Regions from separate parts of the Mus musculus genome. Here regions 1, 2, 4 and 5 are each linked to region 3. The links are chromatin contacts, called in public ChIA-PET, Hi-C, HiChIP or PLAC-seq and promoter capture Hi-C maps. All regions are on one chromosome and are shown on one strand. Each heading gives the region's core, a stretch centred on a gene start, on an enhancer-like site or on the middle of the called end of the contact. The rest is flanking DNA. Distances are from core to core; before and after follow the strand shown.

Region 1 (2,700 bases), core at 141-2,640, 920 kb before region 3:
AGAAAATATTGCTTCTTACATCAGTCCATTCATTTCTTCCTCAAGTATAAAGACTGTAGCCATTCAGTGACGAATGAGAAAACATGGGAAAGCATAAAAAGTCAAATTTCCACTGGAAACAAACTTGAGAGTATGTTGTGTGGATCTATTTAGACTTTTATCTAGAGGAAATCTTGTCTTTAAATAAAAGTGATATTTTTTCCTGGATCTGTAGGACAGTGTTTCCTTCTGTTGACACCTATTCAGGTAATGCTCCAAGCCACTGAAACCACATGTACACTAGTCATCCATACCATGTCCCACTAAAGCAATGAACTCTTGTCTATATGTTTCCACATGTTGGTTCCATGACTGATTGCCAAAAGAAATAGTATTGGATAATAGGAAGGCTGTTTACAACCTTCTAGACATAAGGAACAAAGTCAGTGTACCTTAAAGGCCAGATAATATCCCTCTGTATCACAGAGTCTGAAGAAGTGAGACTTTGGTGCTTGTTCAATCATTCATATCTGTTCACATGAGAGTTTTGTGCTCTACCCAAGTTGCTTACTCCTTTGTGCTCTGATAGCACACATGACCACCACTGTCTGGTCACAAAGATCTTTGGGCCATGAACTTCCAGGATTTGAGTATTCATTATTGAGCTTGGTATATGGAGACAGCCAAAGTGTAGCATCACAAAGAATGTGAATGAAAGTGGGGATGAGGTACAAAGGGGCTCTGTTGCCCCTAACATTGAGATGCACAACCTCTCATCTACACTTTCAAAACTGGTCCCTGCCCCTCCAATGACACACCTGCCCCTACTGGCCATGCCTTGCTGGTCATGGACTTGGTTTCACTTCCTTTTATTTCTCTTTTTCTGTGATCATGAGTTTTTGTTTCAGCTATCACAGATCTAATTTTAGCTTGTGGATTCTCAAGGGTGGCCAGCTGCAGTCATAGTGGGCTCAGTAAAGCAGCTAGGTTCATCTCTCTGCCCCAACCTACTCCACAGAGCTTGTAATGTCTTCTTACTATTACTATATGCCAAACTTCAAACATTGCTGCTTTACCAAGTGAAGAACCTATATTCCTGGCCAACTCTATCATATAGGAAATCAATTGTTTCCCAGTAGTGTACACTTATGACTCAACTGCTCATTGGTCAGATGGAATGTGAAGCTCTAGGGAAGGGTTGTTACCTTTATAGGGCAGGCCTATGCAATATCTCAGGAGATGATAGTGGTAGCTGAAGATTACTGAGTATCCCCACTGCCCAGGGATACTCTAGGCTCCTGTTCAATTAATCTATGACTCCACACTTTCCTGGACAGATTGATACTCACCCCCTAGTACAGACAGGGAAACCACAGAGGGGAAGTTAATTTCTCAGGGTGCAGTTCTGATAAAGATTGAGCAAGTAGCATCTATTCCTGTATAACAACTCGAGTATTCTTCAAAACAAGGAGATATCTAGGCTCTGTTAGACTCTTTAATGCTGTCTATCCACACTCTTAGTTTTTGGTAGATGGTTGATAATAGTACCTGTATGTCAGCTTATCCTCATTGTCAGCTCTCATTGCTGGTTGATTTTTTGCATTCCTCAAGATGAGACTGGCATGATGAATAGAAATCCCTCTATATGAGAGTGTCCATTGCCTGGAAGGAGGCAGCACTCCACACAGTGTGAGCACAGGCAGGTGCCTTACTGTGACGAACATGTTTCCCTGTTTCATGATGAAAGGCTCTGGACTAAGTTAAGTTAGATAGGAGCCCATTCTACCTGATTCTGGAGATTTCACTGCAGTGGAATGAAGGTCCTAGGTATTGGTTTCACAGGATTACTAAATGCCTGTTCTGATTTTGAATGTTACCAAGTTTTGTAAATGGCATAGAAGACAGTAAAGCTCAAGACATTGACACCTTTCAAATTGGTACATATGGCCAGAATGAGCTTTTTATTCCTTCTATTCCAGGCCTGGTGATCTAGGCCCTGGTGTCATAAATCTCCTGAGCTGTAAGATTTGTGAACCTCTAGTTAAAGTCCCAAATTAGAAGTTACATTCAAAGTTTATTCCTCATACAAACCTCTTACTTCAGACTCTGCTCTGGAACTGCCTCAAATTATCTGTTGTTATTGTAAAAATGGCTATATTGCCAAAAGCAATCTACAGATTCAATGCAATCCCCATCAAAATTCCAACTCAATTCTTCAATGAATTAGAAAGAGCAATCTGCAAATTCATCTGGAATAACAAAAAACCTAAGATAGCAAAAACTCTTCTCAAGGATAAAAGAACCTCTGGTGAAATCACGATGCCTGACCTAAAGGTTTACTACAGAGCAATTGTGATAAAAACTGCATGGAACTGGTATACTGACAGACAAGTAGACCAATGGAATAGAATTGAAGACCCAGAAATGAACCCACACACCTATGGTCACTTGATCTTTGAAAAGGGAGCTAAAACCATCCATTGGAAAAAAAGAGCATTTTCAACAAATGGTGCTGTCACAACTGGTGGTTATCATGTAGAAGAATGTGAATTGATCCATTCCTATCTCCTTGTACTAAGGTCAAATCTAAGTGGATCGAGGAGCTCCACATAAAACCAGAGACACTGAAACTTATAGAGGAGAAAGTGGGGAAAAGCCTCGAAGATATGGGCACAGGGGAAAAATTCCTGAATAGAACAGCAATGGCTTGTGCTGTAAGAT
Region 2 (2,700 bases), core at 126-2,625, 580 kb before region 3:
CTGGGAAAGATGGCCTTCCCTCAACAAAGAGCACAGCCACTTGTTTGTCTATTGCCAAATTATAAGACCTGAAAACATACATGCAAATGAAATTATGTCGACAAAACAGGTTATGGGCATACATGTATATGCCTGCAAAAACAATTACTGAAAATAGGCCATGAATTTCGAGGAAAGTGGGAAGAGATATACAGGGTGGTTGGAGGGAGAAAGGTAAGGGAAAAATGTAATTATATTATAATCTCAAGAATAAAATTAGTGAGAGACAAAGAAAAAAGAATGACATTTTTCTCCCTAATTTTTACTTAAGAGATCGATCCGAGTACTTAACCTTTATTATCCTAATATCTTTTGGGATATTTGAGTTGTTATTAACTGGAGAAAACTAATGCTGTATATACTTGTGCATAAATTCTGGATTCACGGAAGCAACTTGTCTATATTTTTGCAAAGCAAATTCTGTGAGTCATCCTTCTCAGGGCCCCAATCACTTCTTTGTTTCTCAGGCTATAGATGATAGGATTTAGCATTGGGGTGAGAACTGTGTAGAAGACTGCAAGAATCTTGTCCTCTTCTGGGGATCGGAGGGATCTTGGGCGTAGATAGGTGTAAGCAAATGGTGCGTAGTAGAAAGTTACAACAGTGAGGTGAGTGCTACAGGTAGAATAGGCCTTCTTCTTCCCCGCCCTAGAATGCATACGGTAGATAGCAAGGAAAACACGACCATAGGAACACACTATTCCAATGAATGGAAACACAAGAAAGAGGATTGTACTCACAAACACTGTATACTCATAGACCCATGTGTCTGTGCAAGCCAGAGTCAACATGGCAGGGACATCACAGAAGAAATGGTTGATGGCTCTGGATCTGCAGTAAGGAATTTGGAGTGCATATCCAGTATGAGCACAGGAATTAATGGAGCCCAGAATCCAAGCTCCTGTTATCATCATCACACAGACTCTTTTATTCATATGTGTGGCATAGTGGAGAGGAAAACAAATAGCCACATAACGGTCATAGGCCATAGATGCCAACAAAAGGGTTTCTGCACCCCCAAAAGTCAAGAAGAGGAAAATCTGAAATCCACACCCAATGAAGGAGATGTATTTATTACCTAACATAAAGTCAGATACCATTTTAGGGACAATGGTAGAGATGTAATTTAAGTCAATAAGAGAAAGCTGACTAAGTAAAAAATACATGGGTGTGTGGAGATGTGAATCCAGGAGGATGAGGAGGATCATGGACAGGTTACCAATCCAAGCTGTCAGAAAGATGAGAACAATGAGAATGAAGAGGAACAGACCTATTTTTGATGGTGGGAACAATCCCAATAAAATGAAACCTGTAAATGTTTGATTATAACTATCCATTTGGTGTTCATTTACATTTTCTTAGAAACATGTGCAACAGTAAATTCATTAAACACAATAAAATTATTCAATTCATGATTTTCACCAGACTGAGAATAATCATAACTGCTAAACAAAAAATACACAGTGTACTTTGACTCATCTTCTGTCTCATACATAAGTTGGGAGAAAAACCAATGTATATGCACAAAATATCTTAATGAAATTTGAGTACCTATGCAAATATTTCCATAATGGCCTTATTAAAAATTGATATTTTATTCCTAACAATATGAGATATTATGAACATGCGACTTCATACTGCATGTTTGGAACCAATTTAAATATCTAAAACACATACCCATAATTTAATAATTTTTTTCCAATCATGATGACTCTTTCTGTCATACTCTGGCCCTAAGATACACACAAAAATGGAACAGTTAATAATATCATTCAAATTTCTTTTTCTTTCTGATACATACGCTCCACATTAATGAAAAAGATCTTATAAAATACAAGTGTTATTTCTTTAAAAGTCTATAAATAATACTTATGGACAATTTTCAACCACACAAGGTCATTTTCTTTTCCTTCTTCATGCACATTTGGAACATCTAACTAGATCCTGTTTGTGTACATCCGCCCAACATATCCACCCCACAAATGGAACAAGTGTGTGTCAACTCCTTCTTGGAACCTCACAGAGCACTTCCCTTTTTTTCTTCACTCCTTAATGTTTTTTCTTTTATCTAGAACATAAGGTAGAAATCTAAGCAGATTCGTTTATTACTTTTTCATCTTAGAATTAACTGAAATAATAAGGAAATGACTGCTGTAGATTTAAAATTACATAATATAAAGCAGAGAAATTACTATAAAAGAGGACTCGGGACCTTTCAGAGTTTGTTTCAGGCTTGTTAATGTACTCCATTCAGGTGCTAAATTCTGGGAGGGAAAAGAAATCCTGAGTCTTCAGAATGAGCATGAGCGTGGTTCCCTCCCCTCCAAGAGAGGTTGCTGCCAGCAGAAGGCTTAGCATACTGGGCCCAGAGAGTGTGTGATATGCTTCTCTGTGCTAGAGCCAAAGAATATCAGCCTGGGAATCTGCAGACTGAAGAGGAAGATATAGCACTTAGGAATATACAAACACATATACATATAAACACACAAACCTATCCATAAAATAAGTAAGAAATGACTGGGAAAATGTAGGTATTATCAGAAAAATTGGCATCTTTAGGAGAGCTATTAAGTCTATAACACAGATATCAATTCTTTTAAGAAGGGAATTAGAGATTCTGGTAATGAATTTCTGAAACTAAAATGATCAGGTCTGATCAAA
Region 3 (2,700 bases), core at 186-2,685:
AGCTCACACTCTCTGAAACCAACTCCAGTGCTGGGGAATCTGGTGCCTTCTTCTGGCCTCCATGGGCATTGCATGCAGGCACATGGTACACAGACGCAGACAAAACATATTTAAATTTTAAATTTTTAAATAAATAGAGCTGAAGAAATGACTTAATGGCTAAGAGCACTTATTGCTCTATCTGGATTTCAGCTCCCAGCACCTGCAGCTCCAGGGGGACCCAATGACTCTGATCTTTACCAGCACTCAGATAGCCAATACAGACACACACAAAGAATTAATAATAATAATAATAATAATAATAATAATAATAATAGACAATTTAAAAAGAATTCTAGATAGTTTTCCTTCAAGTTATGTATCTTGTTTAAATCAATTTGTGGAGAAGAGAGGGGAAGAGAAGGAAGGAGGAGGAAAAGAGGGGAGGAGGGGAAAAGGACGAGGGAAGGAAGGAGAGAATATGAAAATAAATCTTCTTGCTTTGACAAGAGAAAACCAAAGAAAGGACTCTCTAAGCTGATAGCACCAACTGGTCAAGCCAGAGTGGCAAGCAGTTTTACTGCAGGCCTAGCCATAAATCTTAGAAAAGTCAAAGAAAGGTCCCCCCCACTCCACCCCCCACCCCCGCGCCCCAGGAAGTACTCAGTAGGCTTTTTTTAAGTTAATAGAACATGAAAAGGAGACCTAAAAGCTTATCAAATGGCCTGCCTGTCAACTCTGCTCCTCTCTCTCTACCTTGTGGCAACACATCTAATTTTAACGGAGGCAAGGCTGTCTTAATGAAGTGCAGAAGGAAGAAGTACGTAACTTTTGTCAGAAGCCAGAACTATCCAAACATTTTCAAGAGCAGAGGACGGCCATCCTTGAAAAGGAATCTCCTAGAAACAAAACATCTTGAAGAAGATTCCATGTGCCTCGGAAAATAAAGGTTTGTTACAATTTTTGTTCAACTCCTGCATCTGATTAAGACAAAAATTAAATTAAATTTAAAAAGTAACTGAGGCTCTGATAGCGACCTTGACAGATTTACAAAGAAAGCGTCCTCTGCAATTATGACCAGGCTTCTAGTACACTCCACCTCTCAGGCCCTCTGATTTCCCAAGTGTGTTAGAACATGGTAATTAAAACAAGCCTTATTCCAAGCTCTAAGGTTGGCTAAGTCCTGGTCTTGTGCTTTGGCTTTGGGATGTAAAGGGCTCTTTGAAAACAATCAACATACCACTTCTGTCTTGATCAAGATGCATTCCTTTAATCTTATTCTACCTTAAATAAATGTTTGGAATTAGCAGCCCGGGGTTGGGTTTCCGCCCTCTAGCGGAACCCAGATGGCCTGAGAGCCCACCGGCAGTAAAAACTACGTCTCCCAGAATGCTCCGGGAAGGCGGATGCCTCCCCCCCATTGGCCAAGGGTGGGTGACGCTAAGTGTTTTGGCTCGACGGTCACATGTTTCCTTTGTTGTGAGCAGTGGCAGAGACTGGCGGTGGCTCGAGGAGACGCCGGCGCAGCAGGGACGGGGGTCGCCGCTCGTGCCGCTTCCAGCCTGCGCCGAGAGGTACCAGGGTGGCCGCTCCAAGCGGCATGCGACCGCGGCGCTGATCCCCGGCACCGGCGGGAGGGAGGCGAGGTCCCTGGCTGCCAGAAGCCCGATGCGGCCTCGGGCGTGGGGACAGGGCAGGGACGAGCCCCGCGGCAGCAATACACTTAGGGTGGAAGCGGCCGGAGTGTTTCGGCCTCGGACCTGGAGTTTCCGTGGGGTGACCGTGAGTGCTGTCGCCTAGCACGGATAAGGATCGGGGTGCTGGGGCCATAGCAGCCAGCAGCACAGTTGCGAAACATGCGGGGCGTGGTCACCTGACCGTTACCCGCCCCCGCGAAGCCTTTGTTTACCGGGAGCGCGGCCTCGGGCCGTCCCGGGGGAGCCCCCACCCGGCTGCCCGCTTCCTTCTCAGGGCCCTCTGCTTCTTAATTTAGTTCCCAATGTTCCCGCCCCCAAGCCCTGGGCACCCGAGGCGAAGATCGTTCGGGCGGCCGGGATTGGGCGCTGCAGGCGGGCCGGGCCGGCGAGTTCCGAATTTTTATTGGCAGGGGGTGGTAGGTGGGTGGCCCGTGCCAGGCAGTCCCGCCCTCGCCTGAAGGTGACCTGGAGGACGCGGGCGCCGAGGGAGGGGAGCAGCGGGGCGGTGGGTAGGAAGGGGGCGTGCCCTGCAGAGGCCAGGGGGTGGGGGCTAACCCGTAGCTCCTGGCGTAGGACAGCGCGCAGCTCTGCGAAGTTGCCCTTGCCTGCTCTGTCCAGCCTTAGGTAGTAAAGGATGACCCACAAGGCCACATTTGAGAAGCTTCAATATCAGCTCTAGCGGATTTTAATCATGTCAATTTTTTTTTCTGTTAGTGTTCTCAGCTGACACCTGGCACAACCACCAGATGGTTGATGGTTGATAATGGTTTGGTGTTTTGTTTTTCTTTATTAGGATTTAATATGTATCCCTTGCCACTAAAAATATAAACGGTGGCTTTTACCTTTAAAAAAAAAGATATTTTGAGGTTATTCACCTAAAAGTTTTTTGGTTTTGGATTTTTGAATGAGCTTTCTTAGTTTTCCCTTTTTGGGGCACACAATTTCGTGTATTAATCTCCCAGGTAATTGAGAAGTTTCTGATAAGTGAGTTGAAGGTGTGTTTGGAAAACTGTACATTAAGATA
Region 4 (2,700 bases), core at 55-2,554, 550 kb after region 3:
CCACGATGCCTGGCTCATTTCTTTCTTTCTGTCTGTCTTTCTTTCTTTTCTTTTTTTTTTTTTTTTGTTTTTTTTTGAGACAGGGTTTTTCTGTGTCCTGGAACTCACTCTGTAGACCAGGCTGGACTCAGAAATCTGCCTGCCTCTGCCTCCCAAGTGCTGGGATTATAGGTGTGCGCCACCACTGCCCAGCTCATTTCATTCTTTAAGTGTTCTTACAAGAGAAACTTTTTGTACTTCACATAGGCAGAAAACAGACTTAATTTAGGTAGCTTACCAAAACCACACTGCTGGTGCATGGCAGGATTTGTTTCTAATATCATGTTTTGAAAGTTTGAGTTTCCCACATTTTTCCAAGTTTTTATTTCAAAACAATGTATTCCTACAAAATAACTTGAAATATATCCCAACAGCTTTTCATATCCTCTTCATCTGGACTCATCAGCTTCTTGATAAACCTTTTAGGGCACAATTTCCAATTCATCTCCAACATACTAATTGGTATGTGACTGTTGATTATATATATATATATATATACATATACACACATATATACATATACACACATATGTATACATGAAATATACATACTAAATATTTATATACCATACATATGGTATGTGCCTGATATATGTATGCATGTATGTACGTATGTATGTATTCTTATCTGTGATAGAAGTCATAGAAACAGAAACCGGTAGACATTTCCTACAGAGGACTATACGGCTATAGAACAGGCAGAGCAGCAATGGGCTGTTCAATCTCTCTCCAAAGGCTGAAGAAGTCATTGGCAGTGGAAATGGATGGTTATGCCTAGAATCCAAGATCTACACGCATCAGCAGCTCATGTCTGTAATGAAGTTATTCTCTGCTAGAAAGTAAGTTCGAGGCTAACCTGGGATAATAAATAAGTAAATTTCATCTTCACTTTGGGGGAAATGGTTTGCGGTTACTATTCCACAGTAGTAGTGGCATAATTACACCGAAGTCACACAGACTCGGTCAAGACTTGAAGAGTTTTGAGCTCATAGAAATCTCCTACAGAGGACTAAAGCAAGCATGAACATGTATGGACGTCCTGTCTTCAGGATGACCTTCTCATCGTACCATGCATCCAGTTGTGGTGAAGCTACAGGATCGGAGAGCTAGGCATCTCTGCAGTCAGACCACCCTTGCACGCACAGAGACACCCTAACTCAACAGTAGCCGTTCGGGCTGGAAGCCGGAACAGTAATTCCCGTCCTGCTCCAGAGGGCGGGACTCGGGATCCGCAGGGCGCTTCCGGTCTGGAGGACAACGCGCGTGGCCTTCTGGGAAAAGGGGCGGTGCGAGCAGGTGCGCGCGCAGCAGGCCGGCAGTAGTGGCGGAGATGGAGGAGGGTGGACGAGACAAGACACCCGTGCAGTCCCAACAGCCCTCCGCGACAACCCCCAGCGGCGCGGACGAGAAGTCGAGTGGCAAGGAGCGAAGGGATGCCGGGGAAAAAGACAAAGAGCAGGAGCTGGTGAGGCGCAGCCTGGGGAGCCCGAGGAGGAGGCCTTGGGCTGAGTCACTGCTGGCTCGAAGGCCTCGGGCCCGACTCCGTACTGCCCACCGCACCGGGGAGACTCAGGATGGGGCGACCCTTTCTTTATACCCTGCCCGCCCCATTACGCACTGTCACTCCCTGAGGCCCTCACCATCACATCGCGGTTCTTTGGTTATTTCCTAGAATGGCTTCCAAGCAGAGTCTGCCTGGTTCCTAAGGTAGACAGCCTTTCCTATAGGGCTGCTTCCCTATCCCACGCCCTCTTCTTGTCCATAGACATTCACACTCTTCACCTGTCCCGGGGTAAGTGGGAGGAGAATGTGATTCGGGTCCCCACTTTTGATGAGCTTCTTCCCCTAACCCTCCAGTCTGAGGAGGACAAACAGCTTCAAGATGAACTGGAGATGCTCGTGGAGCGACTCGGGGTGAGTCAAGATGTTACTACAGGGGGAGTATAGTTGATGTTTCTCATTTGTTTACTCTATTTCATTTTGAGGCAACAATTAGATACCACATATTAGATATTACGATAATTTGAGGGAAGAGTTACAAAGGGTATTTAAATGGGGTCATGGGTCTCAGGTCATTTACAGGGGTTGAGGCATCATGAAATAGGAGCCAGTTATGTCTTTGACCAAAGCATTGGTTAAGTATGTATGGGTCGTGATGTGGAGAAATGTGACTCCTTTTGGTCTGAGCATTAACATCCCCTATTAGGAGAAAGATACATCTCTATATCGACCAGCTCTGGAGGAACTGAGAAGACAAATTCGTTCTTCTACAACTTCCATGACTTCAGTACCCAAGCCTCTCAAATTTCTGCGTCCACACTATGGCAAATTGAAGGAAATCTATGAGAACATGGCCCCTGGGGAGAATAAGGTAATTCAGAATATGGCTGGGACCTGTCCAGTTGAATAATTCCTTTTTTAATGCTAAGTCACTGAAAGCCTAGTGGACCCCATCTAGCTGGAAAGTTCATCACAGTGAGACTGATTCTCCAGTGGAAAGCCTGAGAATGCTTCTCAGCTCCTTAGAAGTTTCTGCTTCATTATATCTTAAGATTTTCTTAGCACGATGTGTTTCTGACTTAATTTAAAATTTTTATAGTGTGTGCATATATGTGTGTGCCTGAATGCATGTGCTTGTATGCATGTGCATATGCATAAGTG
Region 5 (2,700 bases), core at 83-2,582, 600 kb after region 3:
GAGAGTGGCTGCGGGGGCACAGCCTGGGAGCCGCAGGCCAACCTGCGGCCCCCACCTTCCCGGGCTCCAGGCAACTAGCCTTTTGTATATACATACTTCATTGCCTACACCTACCTCTCTGATCTCAGTGTCTTAGGAGTGGCTCTTTGCTGTGAACCTGCCTCTCCTACCTGGGTGCTCTCATCCTCAGGAGTCAGTTTGCAAATGCTGGCCAAGTACCCCACCGAACGCTAGTTTTTGCCTAACACTTGCTCAGAGCGTCTCCCAGCTGGTTGATTAAAGGGTCGGAAGCCCCAGGTGGAGCATCTGTGAGCAAATTGATAACCTCTCACGCTCACAGATAATTTTATTCCTATTACCCCCCCCCCAAACAAAACAAAACAAACAAACAAAACAAATCACACTTATTCCGAGCAGAAAAAGTCCAGGTCTTCCTATAGCCGCTGAGCCCTGCTCAGGCCTTCTTTTCCATGAAAACATGTATGTGGTCGGGGGCGGTGGGGTGAGGAGAGAAGCACTTTAGCTCTAGGTCAGCCAGCCTACCTCCTGTGTCAAGGAATTAGTTCGGAATGGGTCCTGGGATCTCCAAGCAGGTGGTCAATCACACAAAGCATTAGTATGGTTGATGTTTGAGGTCTTTTACAAGTAAACTCTGGCTGAAATGTGGACTTCCCTTAAATTCTGGGATTTGTAGTCCCAGAAATAACCTCGTGGGTTATGAATTTAAGAAGTGGCAAGGCAGCCGGGCGTGGTGGCGCACGCCTTTAGTCCCAGCACTCTGGAGGCAGAGGCAGGTGGATTTCTGAGGCCAGCCTGGTCTACAAAGTGAGTTCCAGGACAGCCAGGGCTACACAGAGAAACCCTGTCTCGAAAAAAAAAAAAAAAGAAGAAGTGGCAGGGCGCTCTGACTCCTGGTCTGCACGGAGTTCAGGAAGTCATCCTCTCCTGTAGTCAGGGAAGAGTGTGACTGACCTCAGGACTGGCCTTGAGTACCAGGTAGGCGTCTGGCATAGCCAGTAACCTGTTTTCTTTCTGGTTGGTAGCATTTCTGGGGACCACCAACTGGCTGAGGCCCAGGGACAGAGACGTCTGCTCCAGCTAAAAGGTTAGTTGTGATGTACGTGGCCAGTTGGCACTGTGTAAGCTAAGATGAGCCTCAGCCCCACAAGCCAGAGAACTTGGCGAGGTCCCTGGCACTCCCACTTCCTCAAAGCTATGAGACAGGAGTGTTCTCCTTATGTGACTAGGCATAAGTTCCAAGTGGGGAGGGGACTGGCTCAGCATCCGGAGCCAAAACAAGAATAGAACTGGGAGCTGGGCCTGAAGCAGTTCAGGCTTTGGGCTCTCTGCATCAACACAGCCAGCATGCCTATGATTTCTGTGCTGGGCAAAATGTTTCTGTGGCAGCGCGAAGGGCCTGGAGGACGATGGACTTGTCAGACAAGTCGCAGAGGTGAGAGCAGAGATCATGGATGTGATCTGGGAAGCGATGGGAAACTGAGCAAAAAGGAACACCAGGTGTGGAGAGGAAACTCTCTCTGGTTTAGATATTGGGAAGCAGACTGAAAGGGAGAGACTCGGGTTGGGGCCATTAGGTAATGACTTACAAGGGTGAAACTTAGAAAAATCATGGGTTTGTTGGGAGTGATAGCCCAGTTGAGATTGGTGAGAGGAAAGAATCCTGGGGAGAAGGAGAGTGAGAGGGGGCCAGTGCTGGTGGGCAAATTTCATGCACTTTTCAAGGGTTGAGATGCGGGCGGAGAGGTCAGGGGTTACTCATATTTGGGTATGAGTAACGTAAGTTCTGATGGCAAAATAGTTGTAGAGGAAGGTGTCCTTAGGGATGCCACAGTCAGTTGTGGGATAGGGGGTTTCAGGAGAGTTATGTGCGTGAACTCAGATTGTCTGCGAGATGGGGGAGGGGTAATAAAAAATGACACGGCAGCACGGTGAAAATGGCAGTCTTGGTAGAAGTGGGAATGCAGATGAACACCGTTCCCTCCCGACTCCTCAGTGGCTTCGGACCCTGCCTGGGCTGTGGAGTGGATCGAACTCCCTCGAGGTCTCTCTCTGTCCTCCCTGGGATCTGCTCGAACTCTCCGAGGCTGGAGTCGGTCCCCCCGTCCTTCTTCCGTGGACAGCCAGGACTTGCCAGAGGTGCTGCGCCTTTTCTGTGCATGTTTGGCGGCGGGGGGTGGGGGTGGGGGTGGCGTTCACATTGAGGGTTCGTGTGACCCCTCCCCGTTCCTGCCTCACCATCCTGCTTCGGGCTCTTTTTTCCTGCTAGCGGAGGCGCTATCCGGCAGGCCGCCCCCGCGCCGGTCTGCTCTGCTCGGCGTGGTGCCAGCGGGCTGGCTTGCTAGCGCCTTCGGTGCTGACGTCAGCGCATCCCAGGCCGTATCCCGGGAGACCCTGTTGCATGGTGATGGGTTGCCAGGGAGATATACACCTTTTTCTTTGGGCCAGGGCCGCAGCTGCGCGGAGCGTCGCTGGGCATGGATGGCCCCGGCTGGGGGAAGAGAGGGGAGGGAGGGAGAGCCGGCCAGGAAACACCCGCCAGGTTCCCCTTCCCACAGGCCTGGCCAGAGGCTATCGGCGCCAATCTGGAGGCCCTGTCAGTCAGGTACTGAAGGAGAGGGACGGAGGATGGGCCTGAGGTCAAGGGGCAGGTGGAGGCCGCTTGTGCCAATTGGAACCAAC

The links. Promoter capture Hi-C pulls out the DNA fragments that hold promoters and counts their contacts. A called contact is a pair of places that touch in the nucleus more often than the background predicts. ChIA-PET counts read pairs in DNA pulled down with a chosen protein or histone mark. HiChIP or PLAC-seq counts read pairs in DNA pulled down with a chosen protein or histone mark.
Region 1: a Hi-C map of B cells shows a contact between it and region 3, with 8 read pairs. The contact joins the enhancer-like site here to the promoter of Klhl24 in region 3.
Region 2: a contact with region 3 is called in a promoter capture Hi-C map of stem cell-derived epiblast-like cells, with 3 times the contacts expected there. The contact joins the promoter of Olfr167 here to the promoter of Klhl24 in region 3.
Region 4: an RNA polymerase II ChIA-PET map of effector CD8 T cells shows a contact between it and region 3, with 6 read pairs. The contact joins the promoter of Psmd2 here to the promoter of Klhl24 in region 3. A contact is called at or near these places in 1 of 39 promoter capture datasets (cranial neural crest), 1 of 115 datasets of contacts at active chromatin or transcription factors (effector CD8 T cells) and 1 of 9 other capture datasets (pancreatic islet).
Region 5: an H3K4me3 HiChIP or PLAC-seq map of stem cell-derived neural progenitor cells shows a contact between it and region 3, with 3 times the contacts expected there. The contact joins the promoter of Fam131a here to the promoter of Klhl24 in region 3. A contact is called at or near these places in 1 of 39 promoter capture datasets (liver) and 1 of 115 datasets of contacts at active chromatin or transcription factors (stem cell-derived neural progenitor cells).

Annotation. Positions count from the first base shown.
Region 1 is chr16:19,178,576-19,181,275 of GRCm38.p6, forward strand. It overlaps Igl. Among named protein-coding and RNA genes, the nearest start is that of Gm35545, 39 kb to the right of the region's middle. Within about 2 kb of position 1,391, at least 27 of the 459 cell types and tissues checked have an H3K27ac peak or open chromatin away from gene starts, as enhancers often do. A contact at or near this core is called in B cells, where this site is marked.
Region 2 is chr16:19,514,259-19,516,958 of GRCm38.p6, forward strand. Olfr167 (olfactory receptor 167) reads right to left here and starts at 1,376. Exons shown (of 1, transcript NM_146935.1): 1 at 438-1,376. The coding sequence starts at 1,376. The coding sequence ends at 438.
Region 3 is chr16:20,096,119-20,098,818 of GRCm38.p6, forward strand. Klhl24 (kelch-like 24) reads left to right here and starts at 1,436. Exons shown (of 8, transcript NM_029436.3): 1 at 1,436-1,553.
Region 4 is chr16:20,650,348-20,653,047 of GRCm38.p6, forward strand. Psmd2 (proteasome (prosome, macropain) 26S subunit, non-ATPase, 2) reads left to right here and starts at 1,305. Exons shown (of 21, transcript NM_134101.2): 1 at 1,305-1,504; 2 at 1,897-1,953; 3 at 2,246-2,410. The coding sequence starts at 1,370.
Region 5 is chr16:20,693,725-20,696,424 of GRCm38.p6, forward strand. It overlaps Fam131a (family with sequence similarity 131, member A), which reads left to right and starts at 1,333. Exons shown (of 6, transcript NM_133778.2): 1 at 1,333-1,453; 2 at 2,015-2,157. The coding sequence starts at 1,366.